2 separate regions of the Sus scrofa genome follow, and region 1 is linked to region 2. The links are chromatin contacts, called in public HiChIP or PLAC-seq maps. All regions are on one chromosome and are shown on one strand. Each heading gives the region's core, a stretch centred on a gene start, on an enhancer-like site or on the middle of the called end of the contact. The rest is flanking DNA. Distances are from core to core; before and after follow the strand shown.

What was found. HiChIP or PLAC-seq counts read pairs in DNA pulled down with a chosen protein or histone mark.
Region 1: a contact with region 2 is called in an H3K27ac HiChIP or PLAC-seq map of alveolar macrophages. The contact joins the enhancer-like site here to the promoter of TLE3 in region 2. A contact is called at or near these places in 4 of 5 promoter capture datasets (fetal liver, fetal skeletal muscle and liver), 7 of 47 Hi-C or Micro-C datasets (alveolar macrophages, embryonic fibroblasts, heart right ventricle and 3 more) and 2 of 2 datasets of contacts at active chromatin or transcription factors (alveolar macrophages and skeletal muscle).

Annotation. Positions count from the first base shown.
Region 1 is chr1:168,081,240-168,084,141 of Sscrofa11.1, reverse strand. LOC110261998 (a long non-coding RNA gene) reads right to left here. Exons shown (of 3, transcript XR_002346479.1): 3 at 1,641-2,902. Among named protein-coding and RNA genes, the nearest start is that of TLE3, 230 kb to the right of the region's middle. Within about 2 kb of position 1,456, at least 2 of the 83 cell types and tissues checked have an H3K27ac peak or open chromatin away from gene starts, as enhancers often do. A contact at or near this core is called in alveolar macrophages, where this site is marked.
Region 2 is chr1:167,854,361-167,857,663 of Sscrofa11.1, reverse strand. It overlaps TLE3 (transducin-like enhancer protein 3), which reads left to right and starts at 1,751. Exons shown (of 20, transcript XM_021100790.1): 1 at 1,751-2,831. The coding sequence starts at 2,808.

The sequences.
Region 1 (2,902 bases), core at 207-2,706, 230 kb before region 2:
AAACAATATAATTCACCAAATTAATAGAATAAAAGAGAAAAATCATAAGATCATAGGTCCAAAAGAGCATTTTACAAAAATCAGCATCTATTGATCATAAAAAAATTCTCAGAAAGCTGGGAATAGAGGATAACTTCCTTAATATCATACAGGGTATCTAAAAAAATTAACCACACCATAAATATAACCAATCTAAAATATTAGATGCTTTCCTCTAGGATGGGAATTAAGCCATAATGTCTGGTCTTGCCACTTCTGTTCAGCTTTGTATTGGAGATTTCAGACAATGCAATAAGGTAGAATAATAATAATAAAAAAGAAATAGAGGAATTAAAATGTGAACAAAAGAATTAAAACTCTCTTTACAGATAACGTGATTCTTTACATCGAAAATCCTAGGGAACCTACAAAGCAGCTCCTAGAACCAAATCTATACAAGTCTATACACTAGCAGCAAAAGATTGGAAAATAAAATTTTAAGTGCTCTTTTACATTAATATTCCAATGCCCAAAATACTTAGGAATAAATTGAAGAAAATATGGATAATATTTATCATAAAATGACAAAACACTGCTGAAAGATATTTTTTAAAAAACCTTGTAAGTAAAGAGATATTCTATGTTGATGAGTTGAAAAACTCAATATTGTTAAGGTATCAATTCTGCCTAAATTTAAAGTAATTCCAAGTATAATCTCCACAGATGTTTTTGTAGAAAATGACAAGAAACACGTTATTAAGAATTTATATGGAAAAGCAAAGATATAGATAGTTAAAACAATATTGCCAAAGAGAGGAGAACTTAAACTACCTGATTCAACACTTATGGTAAAGCTACGTAATCAAGACAGTGTGGCATCAGCATAAGGAAAGACAGATAAATAGAAGAGACCAGGGAGACCAGAAATAGACCCACAAAGAGACAGTGAATTGATTTTCACCCAAGGTTCTGAAGCAATATCATGGGACAGAAAAGCCTTTGCAACAATATTAAACACCTGGATATATATGGTAAAAACCAACTTAGCCCTCTACCTCTCACCACACCCAAATACTAATTTGAGCTATATCATAGACTTGAAGGTAAATGTTAAGATTATAAAGAGTTCTCACTGTGGTTCAGCAGATTGAGAACCCAACATTGTCTCTGTGAGGATGTGGGTTCCATCCCTGACCTCGCTCAGTGGTGTTGCCACAAGCTGTGGCATAGGTTGCAGATGTGGCTCATATCTGGCATTGCTGTGGCTGTGGCTCTGGTGTAGGCTGGCAGCTGCAACTCCAGTTCAACCCCTAGCCTGGGAACCTCCATATGCCACAAGTACAGTCCTAAAAAGAAAAAGAAAAAAAAATAATAACGTTTTTAGGAGAAAATGCTTGTGACTCTGGGGTGTGTGAATAGCCAGTAAACACAGGAAGCTGTGCTCATCATCATTAGTCATCAGGGAAATGCAAATGAAGATCACAATGAGCTACCATTGTTCACACCCAAGAGTGGTTAAAACTAAAAAGACCAGCAGGAGTTCCCATCATGGCGCAAGGGAAACAAATCCGATTAGGAACCATGAGGTTGCAGGTTTGATCCCTGGCCTTGCTCAGTGGATTAAGGACCCGACATTGCCGTGAGCTGTGGTGTAGGTCACAGATATGGCTCGAATACTGTGTTGCTGTGGCTGTGGTGTAGGCCAGCAGCTACAGCTCCGATTAGACCCATATGCCATGGGTTCAGGCCCTAGACCAGCAACATGAAACCTTGGTGAGGATAAAGAGCTGGTGGACTGCCACTCCCCCACATTTGTGCAGATAGTGTAAGCAGTACAACTGCTTCAATGATAAATTTCTTCTAAATTTTAAATATTTGCCTCCTTATGATCCAGCAGTTCTACTCTTAGATTTTTAATTGAAGAGAATGAAAGCCTGTGTCCACACAGTGTCTGGTACATGGATGCTTGGTGCAGCTTTCTTCGCAATAGCCCCAAACTGGAAACAACAGAACTGCCAGTGAACAGAGGCAAACCAACAGGTGTGGGTTCACATGCTGGGCTAGGAGTCAGAGGATATTGGATTCAAATACCGATGCACACAACAGCTGGATGAACTTCACAGACCTTGGGCTGAGTGGAAAAAAAATAATACAAGATAATAAACCTAGGGTGATTGTTCTGACATGAAGCTCTAGAATTTGGGTATGGTGAAAGAAATCAGAAGAATGGCACCTTTGGGGTGACTGTAACTGGAAGGGACACAAAAGAACTTTCTGGGGCAATGGAATGTTTTGTAACTTGGGTGACGTGGTATATACGTCCATCAAAAGTCGTTGCATTACACACAAAAGACAGGTATATGGCACCCTCTGAAGATTTTGCTGCAGTTAAAAAACAAAACAATGAAGAAGTTAAAAAAAAAAAAATCATTAGAACTCTGCCATTCCAGGCGGCTTGAGTGCAAAGACCTGGAGCATGATCCCACCATGGCCTGTGGCCACTGTCAGCACTTTTCTTCCTCTACATTAGCTGGGGCTGAGGCGGGAATGGTTCAGCAGATGGAAAGCCCAAGAAGCGTGGCCTGGCCTGGCCCAGCTGCCTGAACGAGTCACTTCAGCTTAAGAAGCATCTATAAATTAATCCTGAAGTCTGTGTGAGTCCATCAGTGTTACACATTGGTCTTCTGCATGTGCGCACGTGTGTGTGTGTGTGTGTGTGTGTGTGTGTTATTTTAAGCCTCCTCCCTCTCCCTCTGCTGCCATTGCCTTCAGAAAAAAATCACCATTCTCTTGGGGTGATGTGTGACCCCCCAATCAGAGGATAAGTTGTCTGGCCAACTCGGGCAGCCAGCAAAGGAAAATTTCCTGGAGGGTCACGCCCGCCACCAGTTGGATCTGAAAGGATGCATGCTTTCTCACAGCT
Region 2 (3,303 bases), core at 502-3,001:
AAGAGGAGCCATTTTGTGTCTAATGAATGCTGCGGCCAGATGCTCGCATCTGTCGAGCCGGGCTTCTCCCCACCCCCCTCTTCGGTGCGTGCCTCACACGATTTATGTTTTTATTTAGGAAAATAAATAAATGAAGAGAGGAGTGCGGTTCGGGGCTGGCGGCCGGAGCGGGCGCAGGGAGGTTCAACTCCAAGGCGGGCGCTCACGTGTAACTCCCAACGCACCGGCCTCCGAGCGCCCGCTTGTTCTCAGCTCCTCATTAAGATGCAAAAGCGAACTCCAGCTCCTAATGAGGGGAAAATATAGATCCGGGGCCAACCGCGGGCCCCGGGGTTCGTGCAGGTCCGCGGAGATACTTGGGAAGGGGGGTACCTAGGGCCCACCTGGGCCCGTCCACTCGGCGGTGCCCGTGGGATCTGGGGCGCGGCCACTCCAGCCTTCCAGCCGCTTGAGGCCCATGTCCCCACGGCCCGTCTGCCCTGATGTAACCCCGAGTGCAGGCGATCGAGGCTATCTGTTTGCGGGCAAACTGGACCCAGAGTCGAGTGTGCAACCGCGCGGGGAGTCCCGGAGGCGCGGCGGCGGGGGTGGGAAGAGGAGCGCACGGGGGCGGATGAGAGTCTGCACCTCCCAGGGCGTCAAGGCTGGCGGCCGAGACACCTACGGGCTTGCACGCGCGCCCCTCCACAGGCTTCCGCCGACGCGAAGACCCTGCCGGGAGCAAGCTGAGAAATCCGGGACGGAACTCGGAGCTCCCGGGCCGCGGTGGGGCCAGCAGCCACGGCATTCCCGATTCCGCTTCCCCGGCCCCGACGCTCAATGAACAGCTGCGGCGAGGGCGTAGCCGTCTCCACCAGGAAGGAGCCCCGAGTGGGGATAGCGCGGGAGGACCCGAGTGTCCGCGGGCAGTCGGGCCTTTCCATCTGCTCTGCCCGCCAAAGGAGAGTTCCTTAGGCTTCTCCCCGCGGGCAGCCGCCGCACATCAAAGACGCTGTTTATTTGGCTTTCTGAAAAGGACGAATGAACAAAGAAGAAAAGCTGGGGGCCTGGGGTGGGGGGAGTAGGAGGGCAGGAGAAGGGGAAAAGAAAGGGACACCCTCAGTTCCGAGCAAAATTTTTTTAAGGTGGCAGGCAACTTCGGGAGCCACCATTTTATCGGTCCTAAATCTTGTGAAGTGAAAACATTAAAGTGACAAAGTGATTCTGTTTGTTTTATAGTATCTAATTGGGCTGCTTTGCAGACCTAATGAGATTAGAGGGAGGAATCCTTCGCCGCCTCTGCAGAATAAACTGATACATTACTACCAGCCACAGGTTTTGAGGACTGTACAGTTTGTCTTTTTTTTCTTTTGTTGTTATTCTTCTGTCTTCTCTCTTTCCCCTCCCGCCAAATAATTATTTGCTAGTAGATCGTGGGAAAAAAGAGCGGGGGGGGGGGAAATCCTTAGCAGCCCAGTACTATAATATATATCTATTTATTATATGTCTTTCGGTTAATTCCTGATCTGAGGAGCGCTGTTTTTCACTCCCCTGCGAAAGTCACCAGCGGGTAGGGCCTGATTGCTACTTTTCATGCATAGTTTTAGACACAAGAGGGCATTGTGACGTCGCGCCCGGCGGCGCCCAGTCGCAGGCCGAGTCCGACAGCCCCACGTGGGGACCCCGCGCTCCCATTGGTTAGCGGCTGGCGAAGCTGCCACATTATTTTGTTACTTTTCAGTCCCTATTTGGAACTGCTCTCGCGGCAGTTCAGACCTCGTGCTCGTCCCCCTCGCTTGTCTGTGTGTGGTATCCGCAGGTCCGGGGCACTTTTTTTTGGTGTGTGTGTGTGTGTGTGTGCGCGCGCGCGCGCGCGCGCGTCTGGGGGGATTGTCGGGGAGCGGAGAGGAGAGCCGGGCCGAGGGGAAGGAAGGAAGCCGCAGAGGTCCCCGGTCTCGGGCTGCGTCTCCCCTCCAGCGCTCTCCTGCTTGCGCGCTCGGAGGCGGCGGCGGCGGCGGCGGCGCCAAGCGCTCCTCGCTGGGGACCCGGCCCTCGAGCTGGGAGCAGCGAGGACCCTTTTGCGGCGGTTTCCTGTGCCTGCTGGAGTTAGGATGCCAGGGCGGTTGATTCCCACCTCCTGAGCGCGGAGTTTCCTCCTCGGCCCTGGGAAGGGCTCGCAGCGGCGGCGGCGACAGAAGCAGACTGAACAGCAGGCTCTCCTCTCCAAGGGGGGGCGTCGAAGCGCCCGCGCCGGGCTCCCGCCCTCACCCTCCGGCGCTCCTGCGGCCCAAGCCGCCACCTCGGTGCTTGCCTTCTTCCTCTTCTCGCGGAGAGCTGCCCCTGGGATCGGACCTGAACGCCCTGGATGCTCGGACTGCCCCGGCGCGTCCCCCTCCCGGCGCGACGCGCTGAGTGATCCGGAGGGCGCCCGCGCTTGCCCCAGGAGGGGCCCCGGACCTCGGGACCCCGCGCCGGACCCTCCGGGGTGACGACGATGTCCGCGCAGTCTCCGGCTCTGACGCGCTCCAGGCAGTGGGGGGAAGGCGGCCGGCTTCAGTCAGCCGAACCCTAGGTGCACAAAGCCCAAGCCCACCGCCCGGCCTCGGTGCCCGCCGACGACTTTGCCGCCTGCTTCTCGGCTCTTTGTCTCCGCTTGGGGCGGGCGCCTGACTCTGGGATTTCGCTGCGAGAGCGGGCTGGGGGGGCCGGGGGCGAGCTCTCGGTTTCCCGGCCGCCCCCCGCTCGGTCTTGGCTCCCCCCTCCCCCGCACCTCCCCGACCCGAGCTCTCCGCGTTTCTACGCTCTCAGAATCACGACCCCTCCCTGCCATGTATCCGCAAGGCAGACATCCGGTGAGTAATTGCAACTTGGTTTATTTAAGCATCTATCATGGCAGGGTAAACGAGGCAGTTTATCTGGCACCTCCATTTTGCTTGTTGCTACCTTTATGGTGTGTGTGGGGTGTGTGTGTGTCTGTGCGTATGTGTGTGCGCGCGCGCGCGCTCGCACAAAGGGGATGGGATGGGGGGGCGCCGTTGCGAGAGGAGGTTAATTCCGCTCGATTGGCGGGGGGGTTGGGGGGGGCTGCCAGTGTTCCCGGGGAACTGTTTGTTTTCACGCTGTCCTCCGCCCCCTCGCCTAAGTCTTCCAACTCACTCAGCCTGTCTCCCCCACCTGGGTCTTACTTGGGAAGGGGTGCCCCTTCTAAAAAGGAATGGGAGCCCCGCGGCCAATAGGGAGAGATCTCCCCCCCACGCCCCTTCGGAGAGCTGAGAAACTTGCTGGGAAGGTTCTGGGCCGTGAGGGTGGCCTCTCCGGTTGGGT